2 separate regions of the Sus scrofa genome follow, and region 2 is linked to region 1. The links are chromatin contacts, called in public HiChIP or PLAC-seq maps. All regions are on one chromosome and are shown on one strand. The core of a region is the stretch at or near the end of the contact, and the rest is flanking DNA. Distances in the headings are between cores, read along the strand shown.

What was found. HiChIP or PLAC-seq counts read pairs in DNA pulled down with a chosen protein or histone mark.
Region 2: an H3K27ac HiChIP or PLAC-seq map of alveolar macrophages shows a contact between it and region 1. The contact joins the promoter of RASSF8 here to the enhancer-like site in region 1. A contact is called at or near these places in 1 of 5 promoter capture datasets (liver), 20 of 47 Hi-C or Micro-C datasets (alveolar macrophages, embryonic fibroblasts, epiblast stem cells and 10 more) and 2 of 2 datasets of contacts at active chromatin or transcription factors (alveolar macrophages and skeletal muscle).

Annotation. Positions count from the first base shown.
Region 1 is chr5:47,766,551-47,772,580 of Sscrofa11.1, reverse strand. The region is part of intron 2 of RASSF8 (ras association domain-containing protein 8); the gene reads left to right. Among named protein-coding and RNA genes, the nearest start is that of RASSF8, 78 kb to the left of the region's middle. Within about 2 kb of position 2,235, at least 3 of the 83 cell types and tissues checked have an H3K27ac peak or open chromatin away from gene starts, as enhancers often do. A contact at or near this core is called in alveolar macrophages and omental adipose tissue, where this site is marked.
Region 2 is chr5:47,845,744-47,851,322 of Sscrofa11.1, reverse strand. It overlaps RASSF8 (ras association domain-containing protein 8), which reads left to right and starts at 3,853. Exons shown (of 6, transcript XM_005653134.3): 1 at 3,853-3,943. It overlaps LMNTD1 (lamin tail domain-containing protein 1), which reads right to left and starts at 3,024. Exons shown (of 18, transcript XR_002344073.1): 1 at 2,903-3,024.

The DNA of each region.
Region 1 (6,030 bases), core at 986-3,485:
GTGTGTGGTCTTTTTTTTTTTTTTTTTTTTTTTGTCTTTTTGCTGTTTCTTTGGGCCGCTTCTGCGGCATATGGAGGTTCCCAGGCTAGGGGTCTAATCGGAGCTGTAGCCGCCGGCCTACGCCAGAGCCACAGCAACACAGGATCCGAGCCGCGTCTGCAACCTACACCACAGCTCACAGCAACGCCGGATCGTTAACCCACTAAGCAAGGGCAGGGACCGAACCTGCAACCTCATGGTCTCTAGTCGGATTCGTTACCCACTGCTCCATGACGGGAACTCCTGTGTGATCTTATTTTAAAGCAGACATGTTAGGAACTAAATATGTCAGATACTTCCACCATCCTTGAAACATGACTTTTCCTCTAAAGTAAAAATAAGGACAGGTTAAACATTGCTGACTGCTCCACAGTGAGACAGAACGGAATCAGTTAGAGATCATGTTTTTACCCAAACTGTGGTTCAGCTCTCAGGCTGTGTATGTTGGAGCTCCTTTGATCAAAAGAATTTTGTAAATAATGAAGCTCTATGTAAAATTGTGATCTTCAGGTTGCAATAGAAAGATAAGTTGTTTATAGCATTTTTTTGGTTTACAGCATAAATGACAAGAATAGTGAACTTTTCCATATAGTTTTATATTTTTCCAATATATTCACTCTTCAGTTAAGGTATACTTTTAGTAAGTTATTATCTCTCATCCTAAAGCACATTAAAATGTTCTAGAATATGAATGGTTTCTCTGGAAAAATGGCATTAATTATCCAGATTTTTAGAGAGGAAATTAATTACATCATGGGCTGTTGGGTTTTTTTATGATAGACGCAAAATGAAAGTGAATATTACTCATCCTTATAAAGAGAATAAAGAGCCATGAGTTAGTTTGTTTTAAGCATATTTCTTTGTGGAGGTGAAAACTGTTTTTTTGTATTTAATATGCAAACCTGCTTGGTCTCTGTGAGGTTTGCTGCTAATAACAAGGACTAGAGTCAGACTCAGTTCAAATCTTAGTTCAATCTTGTACTAGCCATTTTGTGTCAGTTAACCTTTTATAGCCTCTACATCCTCATTTGTAAAATGGAAATGATAGCAGTATTTCTTCAGTGGTTCATTTTGAGTTAGCATGTGTGCCTGGCATAGAGAAAGCTCTTGGCAACTGCTGGTGGCTCCTTGCTACCACCATCTCATCCAGCAGGGTTCCTGGGGCTCACCCAAAGAGGTGGGTAAGAAGGAAGATGTTTTAAGCAGAGAGAACATTCCTGGGGCAGGGAGGCGAAGGGAGATATGGCTGCCTCACGAAGGGGAAGTGTAGTTGAGGAAGGGGCTGCATCGAGGTGGGAACATGGACTTTATCCTAAAGTCAGTGAGGAACATTCATAGATTTGAGCAGTAGAGACCCAGATATACATGAATAGCAAATGAATGAAGGAATCAATGAAAACATGAACTAGGTTGCTTTTGGATGCATTTTCCCTGAGAAAAAGCTAAGATGAAGAGATTGTCATTGTATCTGCTGTTTAGACTGAGTTTGAGCCCTGATCTCAGAGGAATGAGGTGTGGATGGCTTTATGCTTTCATCTTTTCAGTGTTTTCTGTTTTTTTTTCCCCTCCCATAAACATTTATTTATTTTTTAAAAGACATGTTAAATATATGAATAAGCTCTTTTTCTAGCCCAGGTGATACTCTTCTTAGCCAACTTTGAAGGTAGGGATGGACTCTGATTAAGCCATACAACTTCATTAAGCAAGAGTAAAACTGGCTAGATAGTCATGCCCACACAAGAGGGGTCAGTGCCTTAGTACAGCCTAGAGAAGAAGTTCATTAACCTTGCTTCTGGGAGTTAATAATTTTTACCAGTGTTATTGGACAATTGGAAAAATGCCCATTCAAATTTATGGAGAGACACTGGAGTAATCTTCATAAATCTCAAAAATAGGATAAAGGTCATGGAGACTAATGCAGATAAAAATTAAAATCAAACTCTTGCAATAAATAGAAAGTCCCTAGAAAAGTAAAAGCAGTCTACAGCAAACCAATTAGAACTCTACAGCTTGTTGGTGAATCTGCTTTATTTTAGTTGGACTTTAAAACAATTCTTTATCCAGTATCACAAGTTTTAATGGGTTCATTACATAGAAAAGATATAATAAATAATTTTGCTGTGTTTGGACTGTATCCTACCCTTGTTTGATTTCCCCTCCACTTCCGCTCTGCATTTTAATAAGGAAGTAGAAAGCAGGAAGTTTTGCAGAGTTCCCTGATTTTGAAATACAGACAGTAAATGCTAGAGGACAAGGAGTTGCTTAGCCTATCAGAGAAGAATAATGAGTAACTTTTAAGAAGATTATTTGTTTGATCATTTCCACTTTAAAAGATTTTAATTTTTGAAATGGTAAGAGTGATAAAAATTCTAGGTAGGGCATGGGGCTCTTTCTTCCTGCTCTTATGGACACGTCTCCCTTCTATCCCAGCCAAAGGCCACCATGTTCTTGGAAGCTATGTGCCTGTCCTGTGGCGTAAGGTAGATGGGAGACCATCCTAAAACAAAAAGCAGTTAAGTCTGGTGATGTAACATCCCATGTTTCAGTGAGTTCTAAATATTGCTCTAAAGTACCACAGACTGAAGCAGACTAAGCAGGAAATAGGGAATTCAGTGTAACCTAGCGCATTTCCTTAGAGTTGGTTAAATTCCCTTCATTTAATAGGCAGCAAGGTGAAATAGAAAGGAAACAAAGGCAAGAAACCTTTTCAACCTCTCAATTTAATTTAATGTGGAAAAGAGCAGAATGTGAAGAAAGTTGGTGCCAATTTGTATATTTTCATTTAACATGAGTAGTGTCGGATATCTCATTAAAAGGTTTCTCTGGTTTCCATGGTGTTTCTTTCTTCTTGCTTCTGTACCCACATTCTGACAAGAATCAGAAACAACTGACTTAATGAAATTTTAGATCAGTGGTGGTAGAAACAGTCTGAATATTCTTGGTGGATCAGACCTCTGTGATTGCATGTCAGGAGGGAGTCTGTGACTCAGTTTATAGATTCATCTCAGACCTTTTGACAATGACTTCTCTGAAGTGGAAAATTGTAACTGAAGAATAAATGCAAAATTACTCAGTAAAAATTTAAGTTCAGTTGTTCTTGGAAACTTTGATACTTATTTCAGTATTTATTATATTTTAGAAATTTAAATAAGCTATTTAGAACAACTTTTTTAGTGTAAGGAATTCTTAATTTCATTTTTATTTTAAAAGAGCCAACATGACTGTGAAACTAGTATTTAATATAGCCCAGAAGATTGCTAACTTGAGTCTTTTTATTAAAAAAAAAAAAACAACAAAAAAAACAACTTTGTATGTGTGTGGTTGAGTAGTATCTAATTGATCAGAAATTGAGGGTTTTTTTCCCTGTACATCTTGGAGTTTTATTTTTCTACTAACATCATTTACTTGTCTAATAATCTTTTTTAAATCCCCTTTTTAATGGTATGAAGTAGTTTGCATGGTGACATTATGGCTTTATACCCATCAAGAATGAATTTGGACACCATTTAAATAGTGGTCACCAAGGGCAGAGCAGTAGGAAGCAGTTGTCCCGGTGCCGGCAATAAGGGGCATTGTCTAGAGAATTTAGAAACAATAGTAAAACTAAGATTCCTAACAGCCCATCTTCCTTTTATCATCACCATGTTCCAGAGATTCTGAACATCAGTGATGCAACACTCTTCCTCACTTTGGTGAGTCAGTACCACCACCAACCGCCACTCCCTACCCTCTTTGGTATGCTCTTGAAAATGTGAACTCTTTAAAAGTACACTTAAAATTTCGTATAAGTTATTTTGTATCATTTTGGTATTTTTGTATACTTTGGGGGGTAGTTTGGGAAATAGGGTAGAGTTTATAATTTTTTTCTACCAAGATCCTGTTACTTATAGTTGTTGTCAGAATCTTCATCCCTTTTTAAAACATCCCCAAGTTGTATTTCATTAATAAATGTCTTGGTTTTCTTTCTATCGGATTTTTATAACCAGCAATCAGATTAGCGTTGAAATAACAAGTTTACCACAGTAAATTTGGGTAGTTGTTATCAAAAGCAAATTTGTTTCATAGCATGGACAGCTTTGTGTGGCTGCTAGACCTCCATAACAGTCTCTACAGCTGTGGGGAGTGGAGGGTGAGGGGCTGTGCATACACAAGTTCATGAACACACATTAAGAGATAGGAAACAGGAGGCAGGGCAAAGAGCTTCAGAGCAGTGGCTGCGTCTGAAATCAAGAGCTGCCTCTAAAGGTCTCTATGGTGTGCTTGTTTCCCAAGAGTTAGCAACTAAAGGAAAGTAATGGCTCCCCCAATATGAGTGTGAAACAATTTAAAGTTTTTCAAAGAGAGAAAGAAGCAGATATGTATTAAACGAAGCCTAGCTTGAATCTTGGCCTGAATTTGAGTGCATGTGATGTGTGTATATTTATGAATTCACCTCCTCTTTGGGATACTTCCTTTCTAGCCTACCTGCTTCCAGGTAGAGATGGTCTGTAATTAGGTCATATGTAGCATATGTGCTTGGGATGAACTAATGGCACTGTAGTAAAATAGTTTGTTCTTCTTTCCTACTTATGGTTTTATACTTTTATTCTTGAAGTGAAGCTTTGTTTCAAGATCAAAGTGTCAAAGGAAAACATGCTAAGTCCCCTTGGAAATAGAATAACTAGAAGCTAAAAAAAAAAAAAATGCAATGAAGGACACAAAGACAAATAAGCTGAAGTATGAGGTTTTGGCAATTTCCTGTAAGTATTTTACATTCTCAGTTAATTATAAGTGCCCCAGATCCTGCATAATTTTTGTGTTTTATACTTTGTGTTTGGAACCCCAGCTTCTGAGGCATGTTGGAAAGCCCAAAACCATAAGACTAGATATTGGGCTTTTAAATGTATCTTCAACATACACATTCATCATTGTTACCAGGGCATGTTAGGAAAAAAAAAATTACTTGTATAACCTGCTTTTAATTCCTAAGATTAATTTGGGACAATAATTCCGAATGCTTTGTTCTTTAAAAGGTTCTTGTTTAAAAAAAAATTTTTTTTTTAAAACCCACCTTTTAAAAGGAAGCGTTTTTAATTTGCTTCATTTCTAACTGGGTATAATTAGTGTTCAGTGAAGCCTCAACTCCCAGTTCACAAAACTGGGACATTGCTTTGTCTCTTGTTGGTTTTATTTAATTTGACTTTAGTGTCTTCACAATGAATTTATTGGCCTGATAAATTACTCCTTTGTTTTCAAAGACAAATCCTTCCTATCACTCAGGTCTCTGTCAGCCTTTTCTACTTAGGGATTTGTGGAACAGTCACAGATGTTTATTCTTCCTACAAAATTGTAGGGCTTTTCTTTTTTTCTTAGAAAATGTTTATATTCTTAAAGTTTGTTTCTGAGTTGTCTTTTCTTTCAGAAACTACTTAAGGGCACTCACCACATCCGGCATTAGACTCACAGGGGGCCAAGGGGACTTGATGGGTGTTCCTCGTGATTGATTGAATGGGGACCATGAGTCCCTGTGACATTGAGTGTACTGCTCAGGGTCAGGCTCAGAAGGTCAAGGAGGAGACTTCCACAGCATTTCCAGAAGAATTAGCTTTGCTAAGTGGGTAGGACCGTCTCCATTCCTTGGTTTTGCTTAGGCGGGAGTAAAGTGTCCTCCTCGTTGTTCATCTGCCGCTTGTGCTTCCCTTGTGATAATGTTACAATGGGCGATGTTAGGGGAGGGGTCTGAGTGGCTAGAGTCTTATGGTAGATTCCTCTTGAGGACTGGAGATTAGAGACCTGAGTTCTTACTTCTTTTAACTCTTGAGTGGATCACTTAACCAGCTGTTTCGGTGTTTTGCTTTGTTGTGGGTGGTTGGAGGGGGTGTTAAAAAATAATAGTGAGAACTGCTTTGCCTAACTTTATACCTTATCTAACACCTATCAACACTATTTGAAATTTTCTGGGTAGAAAACAGAAAGTGTTACCTTGGAGATGTGATGTTTCTCAAACTGTCA
Region 2 (5,579 bases), core at 2,604-5,103, 77 kb before region 1:
TTATTTCAAGTAAAATTAATTGAGCTCTCTGTCTGAGCCAGGCCCTGTTTCAGGCATGGGGGATACAGTGATAAAAACAACAGTCCCTGGTTTTAAGAAAGTGGGGTTGGGGGGTGGGGAGAACTGGGATAGGACACTGAGGACTCCACTGCTAAACAAACAATTTCAAGGCCATGTCTTAGAATTGAGGAGTGATCCTGAACCACTGTTTGAGGTCAGGAAGCTGTAAGAAGTCTGGGTGAAACACGGAGTGGGGAAAGAAGTAGGTTAAAAGAAGGAAAGACAGATTGGGGAGATAATCAAGAAACGTACAAGTTATATTCAGATATCTGTAATTTATTTCTGTCAGCACATATTTGTTTGTGACAAATTTTTCTTTTTCTCTTGGACACACTCATGAAAGGATTTCCTGACATATGGCCCTTAAATGAATGTGACTCCCTGACAAGCTTCTTCGGGCCTAAAATTGTTGTCACAACTATGTTCCATGGGCCTTATCTGAGCACCATGCAACTATCTTCTCAGCATCTCTTCTTACAAGGTAGTGTTCCCTGGTGGGCCAGTTTGGGAAATGCTGGTCTAGATACATATTTGTCAAGCTTATTTATATGATTCCACTGCAATAATTAAAAAAAAAAAAAAGAGTTTCCAGGGGTTTCCAGATAAAGGAAATTTATCCCCAGGAACTGTAGATGTGAACCTGGTTTTCTTAGTGTGTTAACACCTTGGGTTTCAGTTACTCAGGTCACCAAAGGGATACAAATTTAGTTGTACTAATGAGCCACCACTTCAGCAATCACACAGTCAAATAAGTTATCCCAATGATGATATGACTAGTAATGAAGACATTGTCCCTCTTCTGGCAAATAATTCACATTAGTTCATAACATACATGGCTAGAAATGGATCTACATCAACTCCTTTTCTGTTTGCCTAGCTTAGAGAAAATTTCCCCCTAACCATGAAGCAGAAGTCTCTCTCTCTCTCTCACACACACACACACAGATTTGAAGATGCTATCCTTGAAGATGGAAGTAGCCACAAGCCAAGGAATGCAGGTAGTGGCTAGAAGCTGGAAAAGGCAAGGAAATGGATTTTCCCCTAGAGCCTCCAACAGGAACACAACCCACACCTTGATTTTAAGATATCTGACCTCTAGAATCGTAAGATAACACATTCTTGTTTTTAGCTACCAAGTTTGTGGTAACTAATATATTTGTGGTTTAGCTCCTAAACTAATAACACATACAGTATACTTCTAGGTGTTGGCCCCGTGTGTTCATGCCCTCTGCTCTCCACATATATCTCTCCCCATTGAAATTTTCCTCTTTTCTTAATCTCTCCTTTCAGATTCTTTTCTTGAAAATCAAATCTGATTATGTCAAAGGGCTTGAAGTGCATGAATACTCACCCTTTCTAGTTACGTTACTTGCAGGGAATATAATTAGAAACCAGAAATAGGGTTGTTTACAAATCCTGCTAAGGACATTTGGTGTGATCCTAGGAAGGCTTAGCAGAGATGTGATTATAGCTAAGAAAGCTCAAAACAAATTGAACTATAGGCTGAAGAAAGAATGCATTAACCACATGGGGCTGAGGTGGGGAAGAGATTCTTCTGGGTTTACCCAGGCAGGACAGAGGTATATTCACCAACTTCTGCAGCCACCAGCAAGGCACACCCTGATTTGAAGGTAGGGATACCTCACTGGGTACCAGGATCCTAGTAAGCACTTCTCCTAAAAAGTGGACAGTTATTTAGTCATAGCAAGTCTCATCCTGATTTAAATGCTGGTCACATGAAAGTTGGTTATAATGAGTCATCAACTGGTTCACCTCTAGATGCATGATAAAATTGAGGTCAGGACCTGCCTGGTGACCAATAGAAACCAATAGATTAAAGTTCTTCTACTTGGTAAGATCCTGAGTCCTAGTTAACAATAGCCACAGTCTTGCCTGTTATCTCCTCTGTTTCAAGACTGCCATAAAAGGGGGATGATGATCACAGCCAAAAAAGGGAGGAAAGTCCTAAAAAGGAAGGCAAGGTCAACATGGGCAAGTGCCACCAAGGGCATGCACGACAAGAGGGAGATTGAATTTTTCCATTAGATCTGGCAATTAGGTGGTGACTGATGCTGTTCACTGGAGTGAAAGGTTGACGAAAGAATGAGAGCTGAGGAAACGTTAACCTTAAGGCTGGAAATCTCTGAGGATCTGTGCTCTAGGTCATCTTTAAAAGTTTCCACGGGGTTTTACATTTGAATCATAGAGAATGCTTCTTGTCCCTCAATTCTCCAAATGTTGGCAAGCCAAATTTGAATCTTAACATCTGTCTCCTCAGTTCACCTCTGAGGTAGAGGAACTAAAGAGCTGTGCAATAACTAAGGTCAAAAAACAAGAGGAAGAAACCAAAGGCCTACAAATCCAAACTCCAAACAAATCAAGCCCTGAATAGGACAAGCGGTAACAAGTTGTGCTTCAAATTTAATATCCCTGTCTTGATTTAAAAAAAAAAAAAAAAAAAAAAAAAAAAAAAAAAAAAAAAAAGCAAAAACACCCAACACCAGAAACCCAAAAACGAGTGTCTGGAGAATCAAAAGGGACATCTTATAACTGGAATGCTTCTTTGAATCTCCTCAGCCCCTCTTCCTCCAAACTGATTGCTGTTCTTGCGTTGTGGGCATGTGTGAGCAAAAGTCTGGACCAAAGACTGGATGTTGTCCAGTGACTAGAGTACTGCATGTCATAAAAAAAGGTGAATAACAAGAACAACACACACATCTGCGTTTCCATAAGAAAGCACAGCTTTCCTTGACTATTTGCTATATTTGCGCGGGGGGCGAGGTGGGGGGGGGGAGCGGTTTTCTGAATCTGAGCCCAGCTCTTTCTAAACTTGGTTACTCACGTCTGATTCACTCGCTGTGTTTTTCGTCTCCTGTCTCTGTCATTGCCTGCTGCTGAGAAGGGGGTCGCTGAATCATTGCCACTCCAGATGAAAAGCAATTCAAACCCAGTCCTGAGGGGATGGAAGGGCCTTTTCTTTTTTTTTTTTTTAAGCGTCTGTGGAAAAAGCCTCCTCCTTGCTGGGGTGACAGTGAAAGGCAGTTTTGCAAGTCTCACCCCGGGGCTATGGAAGATTTTACTCCGTGAGCGTCAGTGAAGTACCGGTCATCTCACCGTTTCTAGCTTTCAGGTCCACTGGCCTCCGCCGACCCGGCGGAGCGGGGGACCGTGGGCCCGAGCGGCCTCGCAGCGCTCACCGCCGCTTTAAAAGCTCCCACAATGCAGCGCTGGCGTCCCAGTTCCGTTACAAGGTCTCTCCCGGCGCCGGCGAACCGGCGAGGAGAGGGCGGGGGAGTCGGGGAGCGGCGGCTGTAACCCGAGCACCCGGCCGAGGGGGGCGCCCCCGCGCCGCCGCTCTCGCGCGCTCAGCCCGCGGCCCGACAAAGGGGCGGAGCCGCCTGGCCGCTCGGCCCGGCCCGGCCCCCGGCCCGGCCCCCTTGCCCAGAGGCACCGGCCGCGGGAGCGAGCCAGCCGCCGAGTCCGCCGCCTGCGCTCGCCTGCCGCCCCGTACAGCGCCCGGAGTCCCGCTCCTCGTCGAGCCTCGCCTGCCCGCTCGCCCCCCGCACTGGCTCGGCTCTGGGGGCTGCTCCCGCCGGCTGCGCCGCGGCTGCCTGCGCGCTCGCCCACCCCTGTACCCCCGCCCGAGGCGTCCGCGCTCACCTAGCGCCAGGCGGGAGGTGAGCGGACAGGGAGCACCAGGGAGCCGGGGCCTCCCGCCGGTGCGGGGCGCGCGGCCCGCGTAGCGCAGGGGAGCGAGGCTCGCGGGGCTGCGCCGCCGGGGACGGGCGCTGGGCGGCCGCCGGGCTCCGGGCGCCGCCGCGTCCCCAGCGCTCCGGCGGGCCCCGCGAGGCGGCCTGCGGGGGCGGCGCAGTTGCGAAACTGAGTAAGTATTAACTTTACTCGGCGGCCGCGATCTCCGGGCAGCTTTCGGGACCCCTCCCTCCTTCCCCTGGAGCCTCCGGGCTCCCCCCTTCCCCGCCCCTCTCTCCGCACCTCTGGTTTCTTCGCCCCATCTGCCCTCGCCGCGGGCTCCCGCTTCCTCCGGTTCACCTTTTCCCCGCTGTCTCCCCTTTGCGCGTTCTCCCCGCCGCACACGCGCGCCTGACTGAGACTACGAGCTTGTTCCCAGTCTGTTTCCTCCCATTGCCCTTGGCCGGGGAGTTTAGAGGCCACTTTTGTTGGGAAGGGAAATGTACGTCTGGCTTCTTTAATATTTTTCTCTCCAAATGGAAATCGGATGCTTGCTTGCCGAGCGGCGGTTTGGTGAAAGCTTATTTTCTCCTTTGAAAAAAATGATTGGTTTACCGGTTTTTAAAATGTTTGAACGATTAACCATCCTCCGTCCCTATTCCCCCGTGCCGCCAACCCGTCTGGGGAGGGGAGTGCAGAAGACTTTCAAAGTAATTCCGTCTTGCAAACTGGAAACTTAGAGAGGATACGGCCCAGAAAGCTGAAAAAGATTGAACCTGAAGGGCCCTGAGCTTTGAATGTGGGTCCTCGTGTGGCACAGGGCTTACGCGCCGAGTACCTGGGTTCGTAATCGAGTGTTGCGTTGTTATTTTAACATAATAGAGCCGCCTGGTGTTGCTAAACCACTACTTTCTCAGCATCAGATGGCATCCAGTGCAGGGCAAGCTTTGGGTATAATTGCGGGTCAGATCTTTAGGCATTTAGACGGGAAATAGATGCAGGGCACGTTTCATAGCTGGTTTTCAACCCGGGATGTTAGCCTGTCAGTACATCAAAGCATTGCGTTGAAAAAATTCCTCCAGCCTGGTGCCAGCGAGGACCAACATTTTAGGGATTTTCTAGTATAATGTGGTTCAGCAGTTCTTCATTAGATATGTTTTGTTCGCAGGAAGCACCTTTAAATATGTATCGATCTCCGATTTTTCTGTCGGTTGAATTAACTACCCATTCTGGTAGGAGGCCCCAGGTAGTCTTTTTAAAAATTTTTTCTTTTCTCTTAAGTCTTTCATCGTTGGGTTGCCAGGAGTTGGTTTTCGTGCGAAAGAACAGAAAAAATGGGAAGACTTAATGTATTATCAGCATCCTCTTCTTTGCCTGGGTGAGGCGGTAGTGAATGCCACCTAGCCCTCTGCAGGGAGAGGTGCTGAGTGGAGGCAGGAACCAGGAGGCAGGACTGAGCACTGTCATTTTGAAAGGTGGCTTGTGTGAGGTTTTATCTTTTAGCTGGCATATTAATTGTACTTTTAATTCTATTTATCCTCATGGGGAACTCTCCCCAAACTATAAACATTACATGTGACCACACCCCACTTAAAGAAGACTGAGCATAACTTGATGATTGTTCTTTTGAAGGATCAAGACCCAACATAAATATAATTTGTAATGTAGATGGTAAATCCTTTCAAAAATCTCCCCTTCCTCATTTTCTCTCCTTTTAAGAGTCTCTAGCTGATACTCTCAATAATAGACACGTTTGGTAGTAATGCATTGAATTCTTTCTAGGGTCATTGATAAAGCCTGATTCCGAGGCTTCAATAGCTGAGGAGGGC